Linked DNA regions of Mus musculus: region 1 is linked to region 2. The links are chromatin contacts, called in public ChIA-PET maps. All regions are on one chromosome and are shown on one strand. The core of a region is the stretch at or near the end of the contact, and the rest is flanking DNA. Distances in the headings are between cores, read along the strand shown. Region 1 has its middle 140 kb from the start of Prlr. Region 2 has its middle 41 kb from the start of Il7r.

Region 1 (7,279 bases), core at 3,539-6,038, 460 kb after region 2:
CAAGAGTAAACTATCTAAACAGGCCTATATCACACAAGGAAATAGAAGAAGTCATTAAAAATTTCCCAACCAAACGCCAGGGTCAAGAAGTGGGAGTGGGAGGGTGGGGGAGTGGGTGGGGGAGCATGTGGGCGACTTTTGGGATAGCATTGGAAATGTAACTGAAATAAATACCTAATAAAAAAATTTCCCAGCCAAAAGAGCCCAAGGTCAGATGGATTTATTGCAGAATTCTTCCAGACCTTCATAGAAAACCTGATACCAATTTTCCTCAAACTGTTCCATAAAATAGAAACAGAAGGAACACTACCTAACTCATTCTATGAAGCCACAATTACTCTGATACCTAAACCACACAAGGACCCAATCAAAAAAGAGAACTTTAGACCAATCTCGCTTATGAATATCAATGCAAAAATACTCAATAAAATTCTTGCAAACTGAATCCAAGAGCACATCAAAACCATCACTCACCACAATCAAGTAGGCTTCATCCCTGGGATGCAAGGTTGGTTTAATATATGAAAATCTATTAATGCAATCCATTATATAAACAAACTCAAAGAAAAAAATCACATGATCATCTCCTTAGATGCTGAAAAAGCATTTGACAAAATACAACACTCCTTCATGTTAAAAGTATTGGAGAGATCAGGAATTCAAGGCCCATACCTAAACACAATAAAGGCAATTTACAGCAAACCAACAGCCAATATCAAATTAAATGGAGACATACTTGAAGCAATCCCACTGAAATCAGGGACCAGACAAGTATGCCCACTCTCCTCATATCTATTCAATATAGTACTCAAGGTGTTAGCTAGAACAATAAGACAACAAAAAATTCAAAGGCATATAAATTGGTAAAGAAGAAATAAAGGCATCACTATTTGCAGATGATATGCTAGTATACATAAGTGACCCCAAAAATTCTACCAGAGAACTTCTCCAGCTGATAAACAACTTCAGCAAAGTGGCCAGATATAAAATTAACTCAAACAAATCAGTAGCCTTCCTTTATACAAAGGATAAACAGGCTGAGAAAGAAATTAGGGAAACAATTCCTTTCACAATAGCCACAAATAACATAAAATATCTTGGGGTAACTCTAACCAACCAGGTGAAAGACCTGTATGACAATAACTTCAAGTCTCTCAAGAAAGAAATTGAAGAAGATCTCAGAAAATGGAGAGATCACTCATGCTTGTATTGGGAGAATTAACATAGTAATAATGGCCATCCTACCAAAAGCAATCTATAGATTCAATGCAATCCCAACACAATTCTTCAAAGACATAGAGATAGCAATTTTCAAATTCATCTGGAAAGGCAAAAAAACCAGAATAGCAAAAACAATTCTTAACAATAAGAGAACAGCTGGGGGAATCACCATCCCTGACCTCAAGCTTTACTACAGATCAGTAGTGATAAAAACTGCATGGTATTGGTGCAGAGACAGACATCAATAGAATAGAATTGAAGACACAGAAATAAAACCACACACTTATTGTCACGACTTTTGACAAAGGTGCCAAAAATATACAATGGAAAAGATAAAGTATCTTCAATAAATGGTGCTGGACTAACTGCCTGTCTCAATATAGAAGAATGAAAATAGACTCATATTTGTCACCTAGTAAAAGCTCAAGTCCAAGTGGATCAAGGACCTCAACATAAAACCAGATACACTGAATCTAATAGAAGAGAAAGTGAGAAAGACCCTTGAACTCATTGGCCCAGGGGAAATTTTCCTACAAAACTCCAATGGTCCATGCTCTAAGATCAAAAATTGATAAATGGGACCTCATAAAACTGGAAAGCTTCTATAAGGCAAAAGACATAGTCAATAAGACAAACCGACAACCTACAGATTGGGAAAAATTCTTCACTAACCTCACATCCGATAGAGGGCTAATATCCAAAATATATAGAGAACTCAAGAAGTTAATCATCAAAAATCCAAACAACCCAATCAAAAAATGTGGTATAGAACTAAACTGAGAATTCACAACTGAGGAATCTTGAATGGCTAAGAAGCACCTAAAGAAATCTTCAAAGTCCTTAGTGATCAGAGAAATGCAAATCAAAATGACCCTGAGATTCCCCCTTATAACAGTCAGAATAGTTAAGATCAAAACTTCAGGTGAGAAAACATGTTGGAGAGGATGTGGAGAAACAAGAACACTCCTCCATTACTGGTGGGATTGCAAACTGGTACAACCACTCTGGAAATCAATCTGGAGATTCCTCAGAAAATTGGAAATAGATCTACCTGAAGAGCCAGCTATACCACTCTTGGGAATATACCCAAAAGATGGCCCACCATGCCATAGGGGCACATGTTCCACTATGTTCATAGCAGCCTTATTTGTGAGAGCCAGAAGATGGAAACAACCTAGATGTCCCACAACAGAAGAATGAATACAGAAAATGTGGTTCATTTACACAACGGAGTACTACTCAGCTATTAAGAATGAGGACATCCTGACTTTAACAGGCAAATGGATGGAACTATCATCCTGAGTGAGGTAACTCAGACCAAACGTAAAAGGACATGCATGGTATGTACTCACTAATAAGTGGATATTAGCCAAACAAACAAACACACACACACACACACACACAAATACAGAATACACAAGATACAGTCCACAGAATTCAAAAGGTCAACAAGCTGAAGTGCCCAAGTGAGGACGCCTCAGTCCCACCTGGGAGAGAGAAGAAAGCACTCACAAGTGGGGAGGGAGGGAGGGACTTAGGAGGGAAAGTGGATGAGGAGGGGAAACCTGATGTGGTATTGGGTGAGAGAAAAGGACTGAAGCCCTGAGGGCCTGCAGAAAGAATGTAAACAGGCAACCTCAGGAAATAGGAGGTTGGGGGGACCACCCAGAGTGCACCAGAGACCTGGGAGGCTAGAGACTCCCAGGACTCACAGGGAGGAACCTTTGAGGAAATGTCTGACAGTAGGAAGAGGGAACTTATGGAGCCCACCTCCATCAGGAAGACAGGACATTAAGTGAGGAATGGGGTTGCCATCCTACTGTCACACCTCTGACCCATAATTGTTTCTGTCTGAAAGAATTACAGGAATGAAAATGGAGAGGAGACTGAGGAAAAGAAGGTCCAGTAACAGGCCCAAAGTGGGATGCATGTCACTGACACTATTATTGAAGCTATGGAGCACTAACAAAAAGGAATCTATCATGACTGCCCTCCAAAAGACCCAACAAGCAGCTGAAAGAGTCAGATACAGATATTTGCAACCAACCAATGAAGAGAAGCAGCTAACTCCTATTGTTGAATTAAGGAAGACTGAAAGTATTTAAGGAGAAAGGCGATCCTATAGGAAGACCAGAAGTCTTAATTAATCTGGACCCCCCAGATCTTTCAAACACTGAACAAACAGACAGCATACACCAGATGATATGAGCCCCCCCCCCCCACACACACACACATACAGTAAAGGACTTCCAGGTCTGTGTTCATTCAGAGATGATGCACCTAACCCTCAAGAGACTGGAGGGCCCAGGGAGTTTAGAAGTCAGATGGGGTGGAGGGTGGAGGCATCCATGTGGAGACAGGGTGTGATGGGGATGAGGTGTGGGATGTAAAGCAGTTGGAAGGTGGGAGGGGAGGGACAGGGAATGGAATATGGAGTGTAAAAAATGAATTAAAAATGAAATGAAATTAAAAAAAAAAAAAAGAAACTAATGAGCTCTGTCAGAGATTCAGGGAGTGCATCCCAAATATCTTAAAATCTTTAATATCTTTTTTGTACTTGAAAATACACCTAGATTAAGAAGAAAATCATTACATGTCCAACATTTAGGGACACATTAATGTTAGTTCACATTAACATAAGTAATATGACATAGTCACACAGAACTGTGGGATATGGGTACTTAGTAGGTTTTACCATATGGGGATGGAATCCAAATCTCAAATATGCTAGCTAGGCAAGTACTCTACCCCTGAGCCGCACCACCAGGCTTCATGATACTTTATGATATTAAGTTAATGCTTTATGCTTAATGTGTTTATTATTAATATATTTATGCTTTCAGAAAACAATTTTTCATAACATTCCAATCAGTGGGTAAATAAAATAAGGTAGATGAACCATTAGTGTTTGAATGTTCTTCCATAGCAATAAACTTATAACTATCTGAATTTAAGATTAAGATAATCCCCACTTATTTTTACTGAACATGAATCAAGGTAAAAGTTGTAGTGTAATAAACTTTATGGGCAACAGAAATTCTTTCAAAAGGCAATTTCTGTAATCAGACTCCAAAGCAAGTATGTGGTGCATGTGAGAAGAAATCCCTGATTGGCAGTACAGTGATGTAGCTGGATGTCTTTTGTTTCCTAAGGACCATCAAGGCATAATACTTAAGAACCAATGTAACTGTTTGTGTAATAATCACCTGCTATGTGTCAGATACTCTACTAAAACCAGAAAATAATAAGTACTATTCTTTTTTGCTCTTTACAACTGTGTTAAGAAAAACAAGGATGTGGTTTTAAAGTGTGAGGCAAGTTTGAGATTACCTAATGACATACTTGAGATCAACCAACTCTTAAGAAGTGAAAACAGGACTTAAAGCTCAATGTTTGACCTGCTAGTCCGTGCTGTTGCACACAGACCTGCCATAGCTCCTGGAAGATCAATTTGAGATGACTGTGCTCCCATGTCTGGCATTTGTTGGGATGAATGTTGTAAGTGCCAAAGCCTCATTTGTCATTTATGTCTGTAGCCACTTGGCATTGTAATTGTTGTTGTTTTCCCTTCTGGAAGTCATCTGATCAGTTGAGAGGTGAGGTATAGCAGGGATCCATTTTGGATAAAAAGGAACACTAGGTTTCAAGCAACTGTGAGCTCCTTTAGGAAAAAGCCGTTTACACATGTCCAAGCAGAGTAATATGTTATGTTGACCTTAGGCTAGGAAACCAACAAAGGGTTTCAGATGTGACAGGATTAAGTAATTTTTCTGTTAAATCTGATGTGTGTCATGCACGGTGTACTAGACCAGCATCAGATTTTCATATAACAAACAAGAATGACTCAACTCATGCCCAATTAGCTGTAAATGGAGAGAAAAGAAAGTCTTAGACAGAACCAAGGATATGATTTCTGTGGGGCACATAGAGTCTATATGTCAGCGTTTCCTTTGTGGACTGGCATCTTATTTACACTTGTTTTTATAAAACAATTAATCAGGGCACATTAGCTCTGTGATAATGGAGCATTCCCAGACTGCATTTGTGATGTGGCCATCTTCACAACTAATTAAAAATTCCTTTCAAATCCTGTTGGGGCCAGCCTGTTGCTCTCACGTCAAGGTTGGAGCCTGGAAGGCAGCCTGGAGCTGAAAGAAAAGAGGGAATCTAGGTGAGTTGAGAAATAACGGAACCAAGACAATCTAGTCTGTTCAAGGTTCAAATTTTTAATGGGGGACATGCTTTATAAAGGAGAGGGGAAAGCCCATTCCCGCCAAATCATCCTTGGAGCCCAGCTGCAGGTGACCACATGTAGGATCTGATGTAGACTCCAGAACAGCTAGGCCAACTCCCAGCAGGGAGCAGCAGTGACAGAACAATAGAGTGATCCAGGGAGGCAGGCTCCACCCTAGGTGATCTCCTTAGTGGTAAGCAAAGTCAAGGTCTGGCTCAGCCTGCTTCAGGCTTGTGGGAGGCTACAAAAGCCATCTAACATTTGACTCTAAACCATTGGTCTCTCTATTGAGGTCAATATTAAAACAGGTATCAACTTTAGGAGAACATTACCACTCATAAATAATCAAGCCTCCAGCTTCAGGAATATTTTTCAAACCCTTGTAGATGAATACAAGCTTTGGTGTTCCTCGGTGAAGAAAAACAACCTGGTGCCAAGTACAGAAGCTTCCAGAAAAAATGGAAGAAATTTTCATTATACCAATCTACTTGTGACAAAAAGTCATTTTAAAAGTCTTCTTTTATCCTTTAGAAATGAAGAGAGTTAATCAGGGTGGCCCATTCCCACAATAGTAGCTATTTTAAGTATTTGGGAGGCTGAGATAAATACAAGGGGATCCTAGGTTACCTAGTCAGTTCAAAACCACTAGATGAGATCTTATCTCAAAATATCAATTTTATAAGTAGACTATAGCTCAGCTGGTAGAGTGCTTGCCTGGCATATGGAAGGCTGTAGTTGTTTTCCAGTACTGTTCCAAAGAATAAATACAAAAAGTCAAGAAGAAGAGATCAACAAAGAATCCCAAATATAAGACATAGAGATTCAACTAATTCAGCACAGCTTAATGGTGTCAAATATGTCACAGGAGGCAACATGGATTGGATGTGTAAAAGTCCTGCTTATGAATGGACTATGGAAGTTTAAATGGAAATGGCCCCTATAGGCCCATAGAGAGTGGCATTTTTAAGAGATATGTACGTGATGGTGTAGGTGTAGCCTTGTTGGAGAAAGTATGTCACCAGGTATGGGATTTCAGTTTCAGAAGTAGTCTAGTTCTCTCTCTCTCTCTCTCTCTCTCTCTCTCTCTCTCTCTCTCTCTCTCTCTTTCTCTCTCTCTCTCTCTCTCCCCCTTGATACCAATCCAGGTGTAGAACTCTCACCTACCTCTCCAGCACAATGTTTGAGTGCTACCATGCTTGCTGCCATGACAATGGACTAAACCTCTGAACTGTAAGCTAGACCCAATGAAATGTTTCGCTTTCTAAGGGTGGCTGTGATCATGGTGTCTCTTCATAGCAATAGAAACTTTAAGACAATGGGCTTTGATCAAACCTATCATAAAAATGGTCTCACATAAATCCCATTTTCTATTACATGCCAAAAATTCTTAGGCTTTATCTGGAATAAACAAAGCAATAAAACACAACAATAAAAAAAAATTTGCCCATTTGGGGCAGAAGCAATCTGTCTCTTTCTATATAAGTAGTAATAAAAGTGAACCATTCACTTTTGAAAAAATTGTGGTAAGCTGAAATTTTATAGATTACATTTCAGAAGAATTTTTATTCAGTAACAAGAAACGTAATGTACTCAAATTTTATATTCTGTATATTTTGGTGATGTTCCTGATGACAAAACACAAGCATTATTCTTCTTGTGGCTAGATGTTAACCAGGACAGACATGGTATCCTTCCTAGTATGTTTTAAGGGACAAATTACCTCGTATTTATGTTATATTATATTATTTATTATATTCTTCTGTTTTTCTATTGCAACTATAACATTTTTTGCATATGAAAATACAGATTTCTCTGAGCCATTTG
Region 2 (7,315 bases), core at 3,521-6,020:
ATTATCAGAAAATCTTCAAAGCAAAATGCAAGTGTGGCCATATTTTTTTTTCTTAGTTGATCTGATATATGTGTATTTTAGGTGTCTCTCTGAATGTGTTCAGATGTGGGTAAGTAGTGAGGAGGAAGAAATAATGCTTCTTAACTTTGAGGATTGGAACAAAAGCCCTTTCAACTGTGTATGTAGCAGTAAGGAGGAAGAAATAATACTTCTTAACTCTGAGGGCTGAAGATAAAACTTTCACATTATGTATGCATCTCATGTACTTTGGTAATCTGTCCCACCTTCTGCCCCACAGTGTGAGGCAGATGTGTAGTGCTAGGGATGTGTGTTTCTTCCGAAATGGGTGGGGGAGGAAAGGTGAGAAGAGGCACTGAAGAAGGTTCTACCAACAGACGATAGGTTTACGAACTACCGGGTATAGAATCAGATAAGGTGTCAAGGAAATTTAATCACTACAATGGTGATCACCTTTAAAATTGACTGATTTGAAGGGGGTGGGCTCATATCACCTTGGTCATTACTAAGGTGTCAGTCTTCACTGCCATTGCATTATTTGGAGGAACAATTGATCTGAGATCTCTCTACGTGATAATCAGCTTAGCAAGGCTCTCAAAACAGTAATAATAATGCTATTTAATAACTTAAAGACAGACCCTGTTTTGTTGTCATGGTGCACTATGATTTTTATCATAAAATATATACATATTTTGTTCTCTTAAAATTTTATTATTTGGGAATTTAATTCAGGAATATAATGTGTTTGGATCAAACCTACCCTTCTATTCCTTCTCCTTAAATGCCTCCCTTCCCCTTCCGCCCATCACATTTTCTATCCAACTTAATGTATTCCATTTTTCTGAATTGAATTCACTTGCTGTTGACAGCTTGTTCATGGCTATAAGGTTACATGCTGTACCATGGACAGCCTATTGGAACTACATTCAATGAAAGCAGATTGTCTTTCCTCAGCAGTTATTAGTTGACAATAATGGTAGGGATGGGGGCATTGAGAGTTCCTCCCCTACCCATGTTGGAATGTTGCTGGGTCGATCTTAAGAAGCTCTTGAGCAGATTTTGTTCTTGATGTTAATGAGTGTTTTTTTTTTTCAGTGCCAGTATGTGTAAACAGGCTTGTGTGCCCATGTATAATTTTATATCAATATAATAGTAAATTCTATTTTTGAATAATTTTTTCTATTTTGTGTTTGCCCTTGTACTCTCAATTTGTTCCTTAAATTTGGGATAATTACTTAGAGTGTATATTACACAGTTACACAGATTTGTGTGTGTGTGTATGTATGTATCTGTGTTCAGTTATGTGTGCATGAGTGTAGGTATCCAAGGAGGCCATTAGAGTTCTTGTACCAGGAATGAAACTAATTTTGAGCTACCTAGCATGCATGCTGAGAACTGAGCTCTAGTACTCTGTAAGAGCACATTCTTTAAAAAAAATATATTTATTTATTTACATTCCAAATGTTGCCCCCCTCCCCATTGAACCATCATGGCAGATCTCCTCCATATTTTTATATAGGAACATAGAATAATATGCAGATTCTGTATACATAAACAAATCTATGTAGTGCTAAACTAAGGCCAGTAATTGATGCTTCCCTAATCCTGAGCTTCGTATGTACTCAACAGTTTTATGTGTAAATTTCTCTAAGTAAGTTATTAGTTCTGTAGTTCAATAGCCCTTTTCTGTTTTATTAAAACACTACACTGCCATGTGTTACAAATATACTACAACTAATTCAATTATTTTTGTAATTGAGCTTTTATTTCCTAGTTACATAATTGTATACACACACACATATATATGTATATGTGTGTATATATATATATATATGTATATGTGTGTGTATATATATATATATATTTGGCCTTGAAATTTTCTGGTTTCTGCTTCTCAAGTGCTTGGGATAAGTTGTGAGCCATCACACACACCTTACTATATGTATACACCAAAAGGATCACAATTTAAATATGTAAAACATCAATGCTTATATCTATGTTTTTAAGTCTTCCCCTACATAGCAATACTAAATACAATTTCTGAGTAGACTTCAAGTATTTAATTTTAATAAATTTGTCATTTTGTTATTTTCTTGGTGTTGACTCTCACTTCAATCCTCTATGGGAGCAAATAAAAATATTCTAAATAGCATCCTAAGTGTAGTTTATGGACCAGACAGGCAGACAAGCAGGTCGAAGACAGACTTCTCTGAAACTGGAACCAGAGGGTATGATCCCCGGTGACTCAGATGTGCTTAACCCACTGAAAATCTTGTTTTCAATCACTTGCCATCGATTAAACTGGAGGTAGCGTCATCTACCATCCATCTCTAGAAGAACAGTTGCGGAACACAGCAGCAGGGGTTGGTACTGTGGTGGAAAGTACCAGTACTGGCAGACAAGCCTAGGATCAAAACAGCTTTGACATGGAATCCATGCACACATTTTTCTCCTTCAAGAAGAGCTCTGAGGCTGTATATGTAGCAGAAGATGACCTAGTCGGCCATCATTGCGAAGAAAGGCCCCTTGGTCTTGCAAACTTTATCTGCCCCAGTACAGGGGAAACACCAGGGCCAAGAAGTGGGAGTGGGTGGGTAGGGGAGCAGGGCGGTGGGAGGGTATAGGGAACTTACGGGATAGAATTTGAAATGTAGATAAAGAAAATATCTAATAAAGTAAAATTTAGAGAAGGAGGAGGAGGAGGAGAAGAAGAAGAGGAAGAACTCTGAAAATAGTTAAGTTTTCCTCTCAAGACTTCCTGGGAACGTGGTCCTCTCACACATTATTACCAATGCCATTACACCATTGTGCACCAGTCTAAGAGATGTGGTGCAAGTGGAACCATTTCCCAGCTCTGAATCTTAGTTTTTGGGGTTATGAGAATGCAGTGACATCAATGAGGGTTTATTTGACAGGGCACACTTGGTAAGGCAGACAGTGAGTCAGTGCCATTGGAAACTTTCAAACCCTTCTACGCAGTCCCATGGTTTGAATTATGACCATAAATCCACTGTTAAATGTGCAGTAGTGGGCCTTCTGGAAAAGTAAAAGCTACTAAGTTGACTTAGGTGCAGGGAGCTGACCAGCTGGTTTGAGATGCCTTGAAGATAGGATATAAAGTTAAATTTGTTGAGAGGGTGAGGTTTGATGACGTGAATAAACGTCTCTGACATTTTGGTTAGCTTTGGAGCCACTCACCATAATGCTGGTTCTTAGAAGTCTTCTTAGGTTGAGAATCCCTTACAGGAACTGAAAATGTGACTCAGAAGCTAGGGATCAGCTCCCAGTCCAACCTCAGGACTCAGAACTGCCTTCAACTACAGTTTCAATGGATCCAACACACTCTTTTCACCTCTGTAGCAACGTGTACACATGTTTGGATTCACACACATCACACACACAGACACACACACAGACACACGCACACACACACACTTAAATCTTAAAATGCCCCTTCTCTCCATCAGGAATGCAGTGCTGATTTCTTCTTTGTTGGCTTTTCATGAAGCCTAGGTTAAAAACATACAGAAATTTAATTGGACTCATTTGGTTCAATTCCACAAGTCTTTTAAACGTGGTTGTTCTAAGTGCCACCACTTTAAAACTGTGAATGGTCTTACTTTTAAAAGGAGATTTTCACATCCACCCACTTGCTCATGGGCAATGACCACCTAAAAGTGTTACCCAAGTATTTGAGAGTAAGAATATTGTCTTCATCGTTTCAAAGCAAGCCCTGCTGTCATGAGAGTACCTACTATTCCTTACTTTTCTTCTGATTTGCTCCTTTCTTCTGGTCACCCTCATTCTTGCTGGTAAAATCTGTCTCTGCTTTCTTCTAGCAGGTCCCTGTCTCTGGTGTGGCTAGAATGTGTGAGGGGGGAAGGACTCAGTCTCTCTTCCTTATCTGCCACTCTTTTGTAGAAGTACCAAGCATCAGATGTTAGGGAAATAGCATTTAGCATATACTTAAATTTTCTCTTTTTATGATGTTTTTTGAGATTATAACACAATTACATCAATTTCCTTTCCCTTTTCAAACTCTCCCATATACTCCTCCTAGCTCTCTTTAAATCCATGGAGTCTTTGTTACTGATTGTTTTTACATGCACATAACTGTAAACACAACCTACTCAGTCTGTATAATATTCCATACACACATACACGCACATATGCACACACACACACACACACACACACACACACACACACGTGTGTGCGTGCGTGTGTATGTGTGTGTGTGTGTGTTTGTGTGTTTCAGGGGTGACCATTTGGTACTGGATAACAAATTGCTGTTTTTCCTATGGAAGACTCTCTCTTCCTCTTCATTGCATTTCTTAGTTGCCTGTAGTTCTTTGTGTCAGATTTCTCTTTCCTGAGGCTATTAGCACAAGAAGGTTGTGGCAGAAGACAAATCCAAGTTGAAGAACACAGTGGCTGTAACTCTGCCAATGTACCTGACTGCTGGGTTCTGTCTGCTTTGTTCTATGCTCAGGATCCATTTTCTATAGGATGTTTGACTCCAGTTTATGACTTCTAAGTTCCAGAGTAGTGCTGAGGTTATGTTCCATCTATGGTGAAAAATCCAGGTTAGTGACAAACAACAGCTTGTTGTCTAGACGACACTGAACCATGGAACATCTGTGGGCTTCATGACTAAATGTCATCTGCTTGTTTCTTAAGGACAATCTAGGAACAGAAAGCTAGGAAGAAAACCCTCCTTGGCTTTGCCTAGGCCACTTCCTCCTGTTGTCTGGGGAGTTGAAAATAGAACTGAGGGCCATCTTGAGTGAAAGGAAGCAACAGTTACCATGTCGCAGGCAGATGGAGGAAGAACCATGTTCATTTTCAGTTTCAGTAATCACCATGTGAAACTCAACTCTAAGAGTCTTTGCTGTGGGATGCTGGAGGCTGGGTTGGGAAACAGGTAGAGAACAAGCAGACAGAAGGAGAACAAAGGGAAGTCTATGCACCTGCATTCCACAAAGCACAGTAAAGAAGGTTTTCAGAGAATGCATTTTAATTTTGCAAGTTTGATTTTACTTTGCAAAGAACAAAAGGCCATACTGGTGTCTGAAAACAAGGTGATTGCTGGGTATGGGGGTGGAGGTAGGTCACACTTTTGGACCATGCTTTCTAGACTCTTAAGAATTCCTGCAAGAGAAAGAGAAGTCTTTATGCTGTGGGGCTGCAGCCTATTTGGAAATGTCTTCCAGCTGTGGTTCCCACATCAACAGTCTGCTCAGAATTAATATCTAAATACCTATTTATTGTCATTTCAACTCCCTTATGCTATCTGTCATCATAGAAAGGGGACTGGCTGCAAAAATCTGAGCTGACTTTTCCATTTCAATTTATTCTTGTGGTTAAAATTGATGGGTAGGTAAAAGTGCATTGCTGAACATCCTCCTTTTGCTACCCACCTTGCAGGCAATTGTGTGATGCATCAAGAGATTGTGAAGTTTGTTTATGTGCTTATTCTCGTAGCCTGTCCTACTTTACCACGTCCAGGTTTCTTCAAGGCTCAACCTCGTCCCACGCAAGAGGCTCAATGTCTTTCTTCTACCCCTCTGTGTTTAGCATGTGCAGGCGATTAGGAAGCTGGCTATAAGAAGAGTTTTAGCTTTATCATTGATCTCGATGTACATCCTTAGACTTCCTGGGTTCAAATGCCTGGCAGTTGCAGACTAGTTAGTCATCATCCGGAGAAGACAGAAACCAATTATGTTATTTATACATGTTGTATATGTGTGCATTAAGTATAATATTCCTGCATATATGCAACCAGCCAAGAGGAAAATAGGAGATGGAGTGTACTAGTTAATCTGCTCAGTTCTGCCTCTGCCAGAGTGCTGCACTGCACTGATGAAAGAGACAATCTTGAATTCAGACTCCCAGAGAATGACATGTAAGGGGGCACAGGGCACTAGAGGGGTTAACAGTGATGGGGTATTGAGATTCTCAATGTGGAGACCAGTGGTTTGTAACTTACTTAAAATGATGTCCTCTGGAAAGTCTGACCATAGGAAAGTGACAAACCATAAGTCATGTAAAAGTCTCGTACACTATATTTATTTATTTTATGCAACGTTGGACCACATAGCATTATAAGACATTTGAATTAATCATTAACATTTAAAACCCAAGGGACTTTGCAAAATGTTCTGAATTTATTTTCAGCTAACATTTGGTAGTTGCCAGTTAACGTGTGCTCTGCCCCTTGTCATGCCAATAGCTAACCTTGTGCTATGGCCCTTTGCCAAGCTCTGTGACCTCCCTAGCTAACCTTGAGCATGAAGCCAATTGCTATTTATCATAAGGCTTGCTCTCCATTTTCAATTAAAGAACTTAAGGAGAGAGTGAACTATATCTTGTACTCCTTAAAAAAAATGGAAACGTTAGAAAAAAAAAAGACTAGGAAATCACTTTTAAAATATTTTGGGGGGAGTTATAATTACAATATTTATCCCTTTTCTTTCTCTCTCCAAACTCTCTTATATATTCCTTCTGCTCTCCTTCAAATCTATGGCCTCGTTTTTAATTGTTATTCCATGTACATATGACATATATGCATGTATATATATATATATCCTGTTAAATAATGTTACTTGTATGCATGTTTTCAGGGCTTCCCATTTGGCCATTGGTGTTCTCATCCTTGAGTAAGAACAACTCTCCTGCTCCCATCCTTCTTTAGTTGCCTATAGTTCTCTGTGAAGAGTTAAGCTTTTACCTATCCATTCTGTCATGTCCTTGTTCAGCTCACCTTTAGGAGGTCATATTGGTAAGACTTTATGGGTATAAGAAATCAATTTCTGCATTTCTGGTCTGTTGCATATTTTGAAGAAGACTACCCAGAAATCTGTATTTTCAGCCCATGCTCCAAATAGCCTCATAATCATGTAATAGGAGAAATCAGAGAAATTTTGCATACTGAATGTGCCTTCATTTGACCACTACATCAAACTTAGATGTATAAAAGAAACCTTTATTATTATGGCTCCTATGTTGCAGTGGCTTTGCTTGAGTAGTAGAGTCTCAGAACTCAGCTCTTTAGAGGTTTAATGTCTAAAATGTTTCTCAGACAAAGGAATTAAACTCTATGCGAGTTTCTTCCTGGTTAAAAATCCCAGATTCTTGCTAAATATTCATGCCTTGCCTCCTTTTGTTATATCCTGAGCATAGTAAAATACACCTTATATAAATGTTTAAAGGCCAACAGTGAGTGTATCTTTATCAAAAATATATTAAAAAAAAAACATTACGTGATAGCTACTTCTACTTCTTTAAGAAAATGTCA

The links. ChIA-PET counts read pairs in DNA pulled down with a chosen protein or histone mark.
Region 1: a contact with region 2 is called in an RNA polymerase II ChIA-PET map of memory CD8 T cells, with 27 read pairs. The contact joins two enhancer-like sites. A contact is called at or near these places in 1 of 484 Hi-C or Micro-C datasets (granulosa cells) and 2 of 115 datasets of contacts at active chromatin or transcription factors (CD8 T cells and memory CD8 T cells).

The regions. Positions count from the first base shown.
Region 1 is chr15:10,031,208-10,038,486 of GRCm38.p6, forward strand. No RefSeq gene overlaps it. Among named protein-coding and RNA genes, the nearest start is that of Prlr, 140 kb to the right of the region's middle. Within about 2 kb of position 4,789, at least 16 of the 459 cell types and tissues checked have an H3K27ac peak or open chromatin away from gene starts, as enhancers often do. A contact at or near this core is called in memory CD8 T cells, where this site is marked.
Region 2 is chr15:9,567,296-9,574,610 of GRCm38.p6, forward strand. No RefSeq gene overlaps it. Among named protein-coding and RNA genes, the nearest start is that of Il7r, 41 kb to the left of the region's middle. Within about 2 kb of position 4,771, at least 31 of the 459 cell types and tissues checked have an H3K27ac peak or open chromatin away from gene starts, as enhancers often do. A contact at or near this core is called in memory CD8 T cells, where this site is marked.